Linked DNA regions of Mus musculus: all the other regions are linked to region 3. The links are chromatin contacts, called in public Hi-C and HiChIP or PLAC-seq maps. All regions are on one chromosome and are shown on one strand. Each heading gives the region's core, a stretch centred on a gene start, on an enhancer-like site or on the middle of the called end of the contact. The rest is flanking DNA. Distances are from core to core; before and after follow the strand shown.

The links. A called contact is a pair of places that touch in the nucleus more often than the background predicts. HiChIP or PLAC-seq counts read pairs in DNA pulled down with a chosen protein or histone mark.
Region 1: a Hi-C map of the N1E-115 cell line shows a contact between it and region 3, with 2.4 times the contacts expected there. The contact joins two enhancer-like sites. A contact is called at or near these places in 2 of 484 Hi-C or Micro-C datasets (the N1E-115 cell line and nephron progenitors) and 1 of 115 datasets of contacts at active chromatin or transcription factors (embryonic stem cells).
Region 2: an H3K4me3 HiChIP or PLAC-seq map of bone marrow-derived macrophages shows a contact between it and region 3, with 4 times the contacts expected there. The contact joins two enhancer-like sites. A contact is called at or near these places in 1 of 484 Hi-C or Micro-C datasets (cerebellum) and 1 of 115 datasets of contacts at active chromatin or transcription factors (bone marrow-derived macrophages).

What each region holds. Positions count from the first base shown.
Region 1 is chr6:33,922,434-33,925,133 of GRCm38.p6, forward strand. All of the region lies in intron 17 of Exoc4 (exocyst complex component 4), which reads left to right. Among named protein-coding and RNA genes, the nearest start is that of Gm13853, 69 kb to the right of the region's middle. Within about 2 kb of position 1,303, at least 3 of the 459 cell types and tissues checked have an H3K27ac peak or open chromatin away from gene starts, as enhancers often do. A contact at or near this core is called in the N1E-115 cell line, where this site is marked.
Region 2 is chr6:33,822,802-33,825,501 of GRCm38.p6, forward strand. All of the region lies in intron 12 of Exoc4 (exocyst complex component 4), which reads left to right. Among named protein-coding and RNA genes, the nearest start is that of Gm13853, 170 kb to the right of the region's middle. Within about 2 kb of position 1,405, at least 56 of the 459 cell types and tissues checked have an H3K27ac peak or open chromatin away from gene starts, as enhancers often do. A contact at or near this core is called in bone marrow-derived macrophages, where this site is marked.
Region 3 is chr6:33,514,366-33,517,065 of GRCm38.p6, forward strand. The region is part of intron 9 of Exoc4 (exocyst complex component 4); the gene reads left to right. Among named protein-coding and RNA genes, the nearest start is that of Gm38785, 73 kb to the left of the region's middle. Within about 2 kb of position 1,331, at least 57 of the 459 cell types and tissues checked have an H3K27ac peak or open chromatin away from gene starts, as enhancers often do. A contact at or near this core is called in the N1E-115 cell line and bone marrow-derived macrophages, where this site is marked.

The DNA.
Region 1 (2,700 bases), core at 53-2,552, 410 kb after region 3:
TCGCATGTGTGCATATGATTTCCCCTCTTACAAAATTGAAGCTATGTTAATGTAACTTAAAATATATTCATTTCATGTTGTCATATAGTAGTAATCTTTGAAAACATGGGTTTTTTTTCAAATACTCACTAATATTTCTAGAAAATTTCACTTTCAATAAGTGAATAAATTTGTGGTATAAATTAACAGAAATTTATTTTCTAACCGCTTTGGATGTCGGTGGTTTGCATTTTGTTTCTCTCCTGGTAAGCAAGTACGGAACTTGCCTTTACATGAGCCTGTTTGGACACCGTTTCTGCATTGACCCAGTTAAAACCTGTCCAGTTTTCTTCCCACTGAGAGCAGAGTCGTTGGCCTTTTTCTCCTCAAGGTTGCTCATCACAATTCTTAGTGTCCCTTAATGTCTCCTTCTAAGGCACTTTTTCAAATGGTAGGGTTAATTTTATTTTACACCATTTGGTTTCCACATTATACGATAAATAATCAAACCCTTGGCGCTTTGTTAAACTGTTTTGTAGAATGTGGATCGCAGTACGTAGCAACTCCTCCCACCCTTCCCCCACGCTCTGTTACTTACAGTTAGAAGAACTGGACCTTAAACTGCATTTCCAAATGCCTTTTTAGCTGGAAAAACACTTGTTTTTAGTCCAGAATGTTCTTGTTTAGCACTTCTGGTTTTTTACAGAAACAGACTTTACATTCCTCTAGAAGTTCGGGAAAAAGTAAAATAGTTTTTTGAATAGTTAAGAAAATGACACGTGTAACTGACTATGATAAAGACACGTGTGCTGGGGTCTTTGCTTGGAAAGTGGCCTGCATGTATTCCTTTTTAACTTTTCTAATCTAGTGGGTTGATACCCACTTGCTTCTCTGCCACTCTATCTTCTCCTATATTTTTTACTGTTTGCAGAAAAGTGGTGTGTGTGTGTGTGTGTGTCTGTGTGTCTGTGTGTTCATTAAATTCCATGTTTTATGATAAATTTGGTGGAAAGCCTTTCTTGTTCAGATTAGGGAAACCAGGTGTGACTGAATGCTGCATTTATTTGGCCGCTCTTATGGGAAATGATCTCATTATTGAATTAGTCTATCCATAATAACATTGACAAGGGGAAGTTAAGAACATGGAGGCCTGAGGGATACAAAGAGCCATTACTAATTCTCTGAGGACTATAATTCCTAAATTCAATCATCCTTTTTTAAATGATTTTTTTTATTTAGTTGAAATAAGTAAATTAACACAGTCCTTGGCAGACAGTATGGGGCCCAAACAAATACTGAGAAAACAGCGTCTGCATCATGAAGCCCTGACAGGGTAGCACTGAGATTGGCATCAGTGGGCGATGTTCCAGTGAAGGGTTTCTGCAGGACATAATTGAATGGCAACTCACTCATGCCTTTCACAGTTGGGTTTCTGAATTATATCCAAGGAGTGGGTAAAAGGTGAATGTGACCACCAGGGAGGGTGTGTCTGATGTTAGCCCTGTTCTATAATGGATTATGCAGGCTGGTGTACACATGTAGTGTGAGCAGATTCTGTGCTCCAGATCCTGCAGCAGACACCATCTCTCCTTACTTAAATGGGAAGCTTCTTGGTGCTTAGAACAGAGTACATGATCACTAGATGTGGTGAGAAAATGAGTAAATGCCAAACCAAAGCTGATGAAGAGTTTGCAAAATAACCAGGAAGGTGATCTGCCCTGAAAGTTTTAATCAACAAATATAGTCAATTTTCTATGCCCTCCTAGGAAGCAAGAGTGTGTCTCAATGTTGGAAAGCAGGAGATACCAAATGTTGTAATGTAGGCCATCAGGCCGTGGTCTCTTTCCTCCTCATTTGCTCTTGTTCTCATGTGGCTGTATTTCTCAGCCTTATCTTCCCCTTCTCTTTGAGGTAGGACATAATGTTCTGAAATGGTCTCCATCAATTCTACCAAATTTGAAGCTGTGTAAAATAAATACCAAAAACAGCCAGGACTAAGAGACTGCAGCAGTGTGCCTCAGCATTCCTCAAGCAGTGTCTAATCAAGCATGGACAACGGCACCTGTATTTCCAGTGAATCTCTATAGAAATGTTATCTTCTAACAAGTAATTAATCACCAGTCGCCATGTGTCAGAAAACTGACTTAACGAGAAGTTGTACAACACCTGTAGGTTTTTTCACTGCCACGCATTCCTGGCCGGTCAAAACTATAGCACCTTTCTATACTAAGGAATTAGGGGATGTGGAGTGGTTCTACTTCTGTTGATTTTCCTGCCCACGTCGAGGTTGTCTGTCTCTTTATACACGCTGTACTTTAATCTCTACTGGGGTAGGTTAGGTGAACAGAGAATCAAGACAGCCTGAACATTACCAGGATCACTGAGAGCTCTGTCCTCCATGGTGAAGATCACTTCAATGTTGCTGTCGTTTTGACTCTTCATCCCACCATTTAATTTTCAGAATCAAAAAGATTCACTGCCCAAGAAAATCATAGCAGATTAACTGGAAAGTTTCTGGGTCTCTAAGTGTGCATGGCTGTAGTTATCTATCACCGCTCATCTAAACTTGAGCTGCCATGTTCATTTACAGAAATAAGTCACCAAGGCCACCGTGGATGCCATGTGGTAGGAGGACAGAGCTCAGCAGAAGGGTAATGAGCTGTGTGACAGGATTATCTGCCAATCTCTGTAGATTCAAAAAGAACATCCCAGAGTGGTTTC
Region 2 (2,700 bases), core at 155-2,654, 310 kb after region 3:
CACATACTATGGTACCCATATCATTGCCAGACAACAACTTGTGGGGTCAGTTCTTTCCTTCTACCCTGTGGACTCCCAATTTGGCAAGTTTTATGTCAAGCTAAAGTCATCTGAGAGTAGGGAACCTCAGTTAATAAAATGCTTCCATCAGAAGGGGGTGGAGGCAAGCCCGTAGCACATTTCTTTAAGTTAGTAGTTGGCAGGGTGTGGTGCCCACTATGGTGCCTCTGCTGGGCTGGTGGCCTTGCATTCTGTAATAAAGGAGGCTGAGCAAGCCAAGGGAAACAACCCAGTAAGTAGCACCCCTCCATGACCTCTGCATCAGCTTCTCCTCCAGGTTCCAGCCCTTTTTAAGTTCCTATCCTGACTTTCTTCAGTTATGATGTGGAAGTGTAAGCCAAATAAACCCTTTCCTCCCCGAATTGTTTTTTGGTCATGGGGTTTCATAGCAGCAATAGGAGCCCTAACTAAAAGACATTAGATCAGCAGGCTTGGCAGCACTTACCTACTAAGCCGATGTCCTGGTTCTTTTGGAACACAGCCATTGCTTTAGGTTCTTGGTCTGTGACACTCTAAAAATGATCTTGATTCTTTTGTCTAGGAGACTGAACCCTGTGGAAACAAACACACACACACAAACACACACAAACACACAAGGTGGGGGGAGTGAGGGACAGAGAGAGACAGAGAAAGAGGCAGAGGCAAAGATGTCCACTTCTTGTTTCCCCAGATGATTCCATACACATGATTGTCTGGGGGTGATGTACACAGCTCCTGAATTATGGGTCTAATGTAAATTCATCTGTGATTGGGAAAAGCAAATCTGTAAACCTTTGAAGTCAACCAAGTAGAAAACCATCTTTATACTTGTTTTACATGGACATGTGTGTACGTTCTCCACACGCAACCCCAAGGAGCGTGTTTCTGTGACTTCATCAGGTTTTTCAGGTTTAGGGAGCGTGTGTTTTCTTCTTGCGTGACTCTGAAGATGCAGTGTCCTTACTTCCTCTCTTCCAGTCTGTTGCCCTCCCCCGGATTGGCACCTGCTGAGGAGTAATTAGGGCAGTCCTAATTTGGACAACCAAATCCTGATTACAGTGAGAGGAAAAACAGGAAATGTTCTAGTTTTTCTGCCAGCAAATGACTGACTTAAATAGAAAGCCATGTACAATTCAAATGATCCAAAATGATATAACACTAGGGAGGGGAGGAGGGAGGAAGTAGGGAAACATTGCAGTCCGACTTCGCCCTCGTGATTCTCAGCAGATCTTGCATGGAAGCTGTCAAATCTGTGAGCTCACAATGCCCTCTGCTGAGAACCAGTCTCTCAGGAGAACCTGAGCAGAGCTGTGGGTTTAAAGATCTGAGGAAAGGTCAGGGACATCTCTCCTGTGAGAGCACAGTGCTCAAGAGAAAGACTGCTCTGGAATGATGTCATGGCACGTGATTGGGGTGCAGATGTTCCCTACAAGGGAAGTAAGAACTAGAAGTGTTTTCCTTAATTAGTCATACCCCTTGGAGCTTCAAGTAAACCCAGTTGTGAGTTCTGAAATGTACCATGTTCCTAATCAGGCAGTCTGTCTATTACTGTGCCACCTCTAAGCCAAATGCTTCTCTCCCCATGTTTGTCCTCTTTGCCCTGAGATTCAACCAGCAGTTCCATCTGTCCCCAACGAGTCATTTAATGCTTAGAATTCACAGTTTTTGTGAAGTTTCTCTTCATTTTAATTTGGTATCAGTTCATTAATTTTTCTCCAGTGGCCGGAGTACTCACACTTGTCTCTGTCTCTGTCTCTGTCTCTGTCTCTCTCTCTCTCAATCTCTCTCTCTCTCACACACACACACACACACACACACACACACACACACACACACACACACACAACCATGATGTTGAAGCTGGTAGAAAACACAAATAAAACCTCTGCTATATACTTAGAGGTTCCATTGATATCAGACACAGCATACTACTGAGAGTTATAAGCAGCTGGGGACTCACCTTTCAGCCATTCACTGTGTCTTCATAAAGGAGCTAGAAATTATGCTAAAGTATGAAGACACTTTGCAGCATGACACACCTGCAAGCTTAGCATGAACTCAGTGGAATTGCTGTAGAACTTGACTAGCATGCAAAGGGCCCTGGATTTGATCCCAAGCATACCAGAATGCTAAGGAGCACTCTTGAGAAAGGATGATGATAGCAGATCCAACTCAGGGGTAACACCTTGCTGCCCCCCTTGGCATGTTTGGTGAATGAATGAGGAAGCCTTTGCTAAACTGAATGGGGAGAATTGCAGTAAAGCAGAAGGGTGAATGGATGCATGCAGGAAAGCGAGCAAATCGTAACAAGGGCAGAATGTGTGCATAGGTAAGGAAGGGAAGTTTGGCATTTTCCCAGTTAGTGGCAAAGAGTACTATATGACTCCAATGGGGTGAGGTGGACGGCATGGTCCAAGTGCAGTTATAACACCCATTGTGTTAACTAGCAGAAACGGACATTCATGGATGCCTTCAAACTCAGGAAGTACTTCAGTACCCCTGCATAATCTGTAGGATTAAGAACAGAGTTGAGCTTGCCTTGAACATTTCCAACCTAATGAAATGTAAATGAAAAATAACCAACAACAAAAACAAAACAAAGTCATGAGCCAGAGGAACAGCAAAGGTCCACCCAGCTCTAACCCTCCTCAGCCTGTGAAG
Region 3 (2,700 bases), core at 81-2,580:
TTATCTTGCATATTCTGGAGATAGCTTCCTCATTCCCCTTTTCAGTGACACACACACACACACACACACACACACACACATACACACACACACACACAAACACACGAACACATGCACACATGCATGCACTTAAAGTGATTGTCACCTAAGCTCTGATGATGCTCGTTGAAGCAGTACAAATTGTATTCAATGAAGTCCTGATAATCAAAATATCTAAGAGTTAATAAAATGTCTAAGAAATTTTGGGTTGTTTAGAGGGGGAGCAGGAATCTGCCCTCGAGCAGAATGCCCAGCAGGTCAATCAACAGCAGGGTACTTTATGCCTTGTTCATTTTTAGAGCTGTATCTGACATCCGTTCTCATGGTCTCCTTAAAGCCAACTGACAAAGAGGTGAAATATGTGACAATACCAAGTACTTCCACTCAGCACTCTTTGAATTGAGATTTCAAGAAGTTCAACCACCACTCAGGTCTCTGGACTTGCACTTTAGTTTGCATTTGGCTTATATTTCAGTTTCTATTTTTCTGTTCTGTTTTTTATTTTTAATTATCTTTCTTATTTCTTCACTGTTTTCATATACTTCTTGATTTGTATATAATTGTAGTATGACTATCCTTTCTTTAAGGTGTCAAATTGCTTTCTGTTTGTGGCTTGTTTTTTAAACTTTAGTATATGTTATTGTGCAAATGTGTGCTGTTTTGTATTATTCCACTATCTTTCTTTAGATACTTGATTCTTAAAGTTTTGATAAGGCCTTCCTCATCCATTATTTAAAATAAAGTTTTGCCCTAGCATCGATAGTTTAACTCTTTTGTTATTTACATATCTAATGCACATGGAATTTATTTTTGTATAATATGTGAGCTAGAACTTGAAGTTAATTTTTAAAAATATTAGTCAGTGTCTAAGTTCAATATATGGGGGAATTAATGCCCTTTTCCAGTGGTTTGAAATATCAAATGTGCATATAGTATTGCTTGATTTCATGTGAAAATGTACCAGCCTACTGATCCTATGGTTAAAAACAGAGGGTGAGCTTTTCCTCAGAATCACATGACAGGAGTGTGGCTGGGCCTCAGCAGCAGACAGACAGGGGCTTGGGTGCTCTGGAGTCTTGTTTCTACTTCCTTTTCCTCTCTGTCCCACATTTGCTTCCTTCTTTTCACTCTGGACTGTCCCTTTCTGGACTACTCTGACCCTTTCATCTGTTCGGCAAGAGGCTCTCCTTGGAGCACCAGTTTGCATTCTCACCGTGGGCCAGTACCTTTCACTGTATCCTGGAAGGGCACTTTTAGGGAAGCATAGTCAGACCTGACCAGGGAGCTTCTTGGATAAATGACTCGCCTTTCCTGTGCCTTAAGTGCATGAATAATTATGTTTGTCTTTGTCTCTTTCAGTTTGGTACTGGGCCAGTTACCATTCGAGTTCCTTTTGTTTTTGTTTTAAATTCCTCCTTTGTGTGTGTCTGTGTTGTGTCAGAGACTTTGCAAAATTGTGTGCAAGAACTTTTTTATTTTTTTATTACTATTATTCTTTTAAAATCTTATTGCCTTGGATTTATTCTTCCAGATGAAATTTAGAATGAACATGTCAAGTTCCATTTTACATCCCATGTTTTTTTTATGGGAATAGATTGAATTCATAGCTTTATAAGTGGAAAATTGGTTTTCCTCTTTGAGACTCATTTTGTAGAATCACAGTGTGTTTTTTTATTTTCAAAGTGTGTTAATGTATAATAAGCTGGCCATGTTATTGTTAGTTGTCTACCCTGTACTAATCTCTGCTTAATCAAACAGAACTTAATGGAAAATACGGAAAACACAGTTAAGTTAAAGAAGACAACAAATGTTTTCTATAGTGCTGCCTGCTATTCATGGATGACACAGTGTTGTGTGGTGGTAATTCGTGGGTGTGAATCATCAAGAATACAGAAATGTGGCATTTTTGGAGCATGTGCACTTGTGTGCAGCAGAGCCGGATAGCACTTTGCACTATAGTACTCATAACTGAAGAACTCTAAGTGCGTTGTCTCGGCCATGGAAGAAATCTGAATGGATTCAGTAAAGGCTTTTTTACTTTCTCTGGTGATCAAAGAATAGGTCCTGCTGAAAAGGTCCTGTTCACATCTGAGAGGAAAGGGAGGCATGAGCTATGCAGCTCTGCCCATGTTGGTAGAAGGAAACTTTTCTCAAGGCAGCTCTGTTTGCAGCTGTTCACATGACCACTTTCTCATGTAGGTGGACAATCAAGTGTCTAGCTGTTTGGTCGGCACTGTGGCAAATGGGGTTGTGGTGGCCTTTGCAAATGAAGTGTTCAAGCAAAGTATAATTAGTGCTTCTCTGTGCCTTTATTTTTCCTCCATCCCCCCTAATTCCCCATCGAAAGATGTATGAGATTCTGTTTTCTCTTCCTACCAGCCACTCTGTTCAGTCCAGAAAAGGGTCCTAGAAACTGGAAGTCACTTCCATGGTGAAGTAATCATCCCTAGACTGCTTAAAATGGCGGCCTTTGCCCTTTCTCTTTTCACTGTGTTGCTGCCTCTTTGAGTCTCCCGTGAGGAAGCAATGGAAGTCCTCTGAAGGTTCACTCTGAGCTTCCTTTAGTTAATCCTGCCCTGGGTTTGGCCGCTCATGCCAACACTTGTTTTCAGCTGTGAGGATGGGCCTCTGGCCATGGCTGCCCTTGGCGTAGACTCTGGA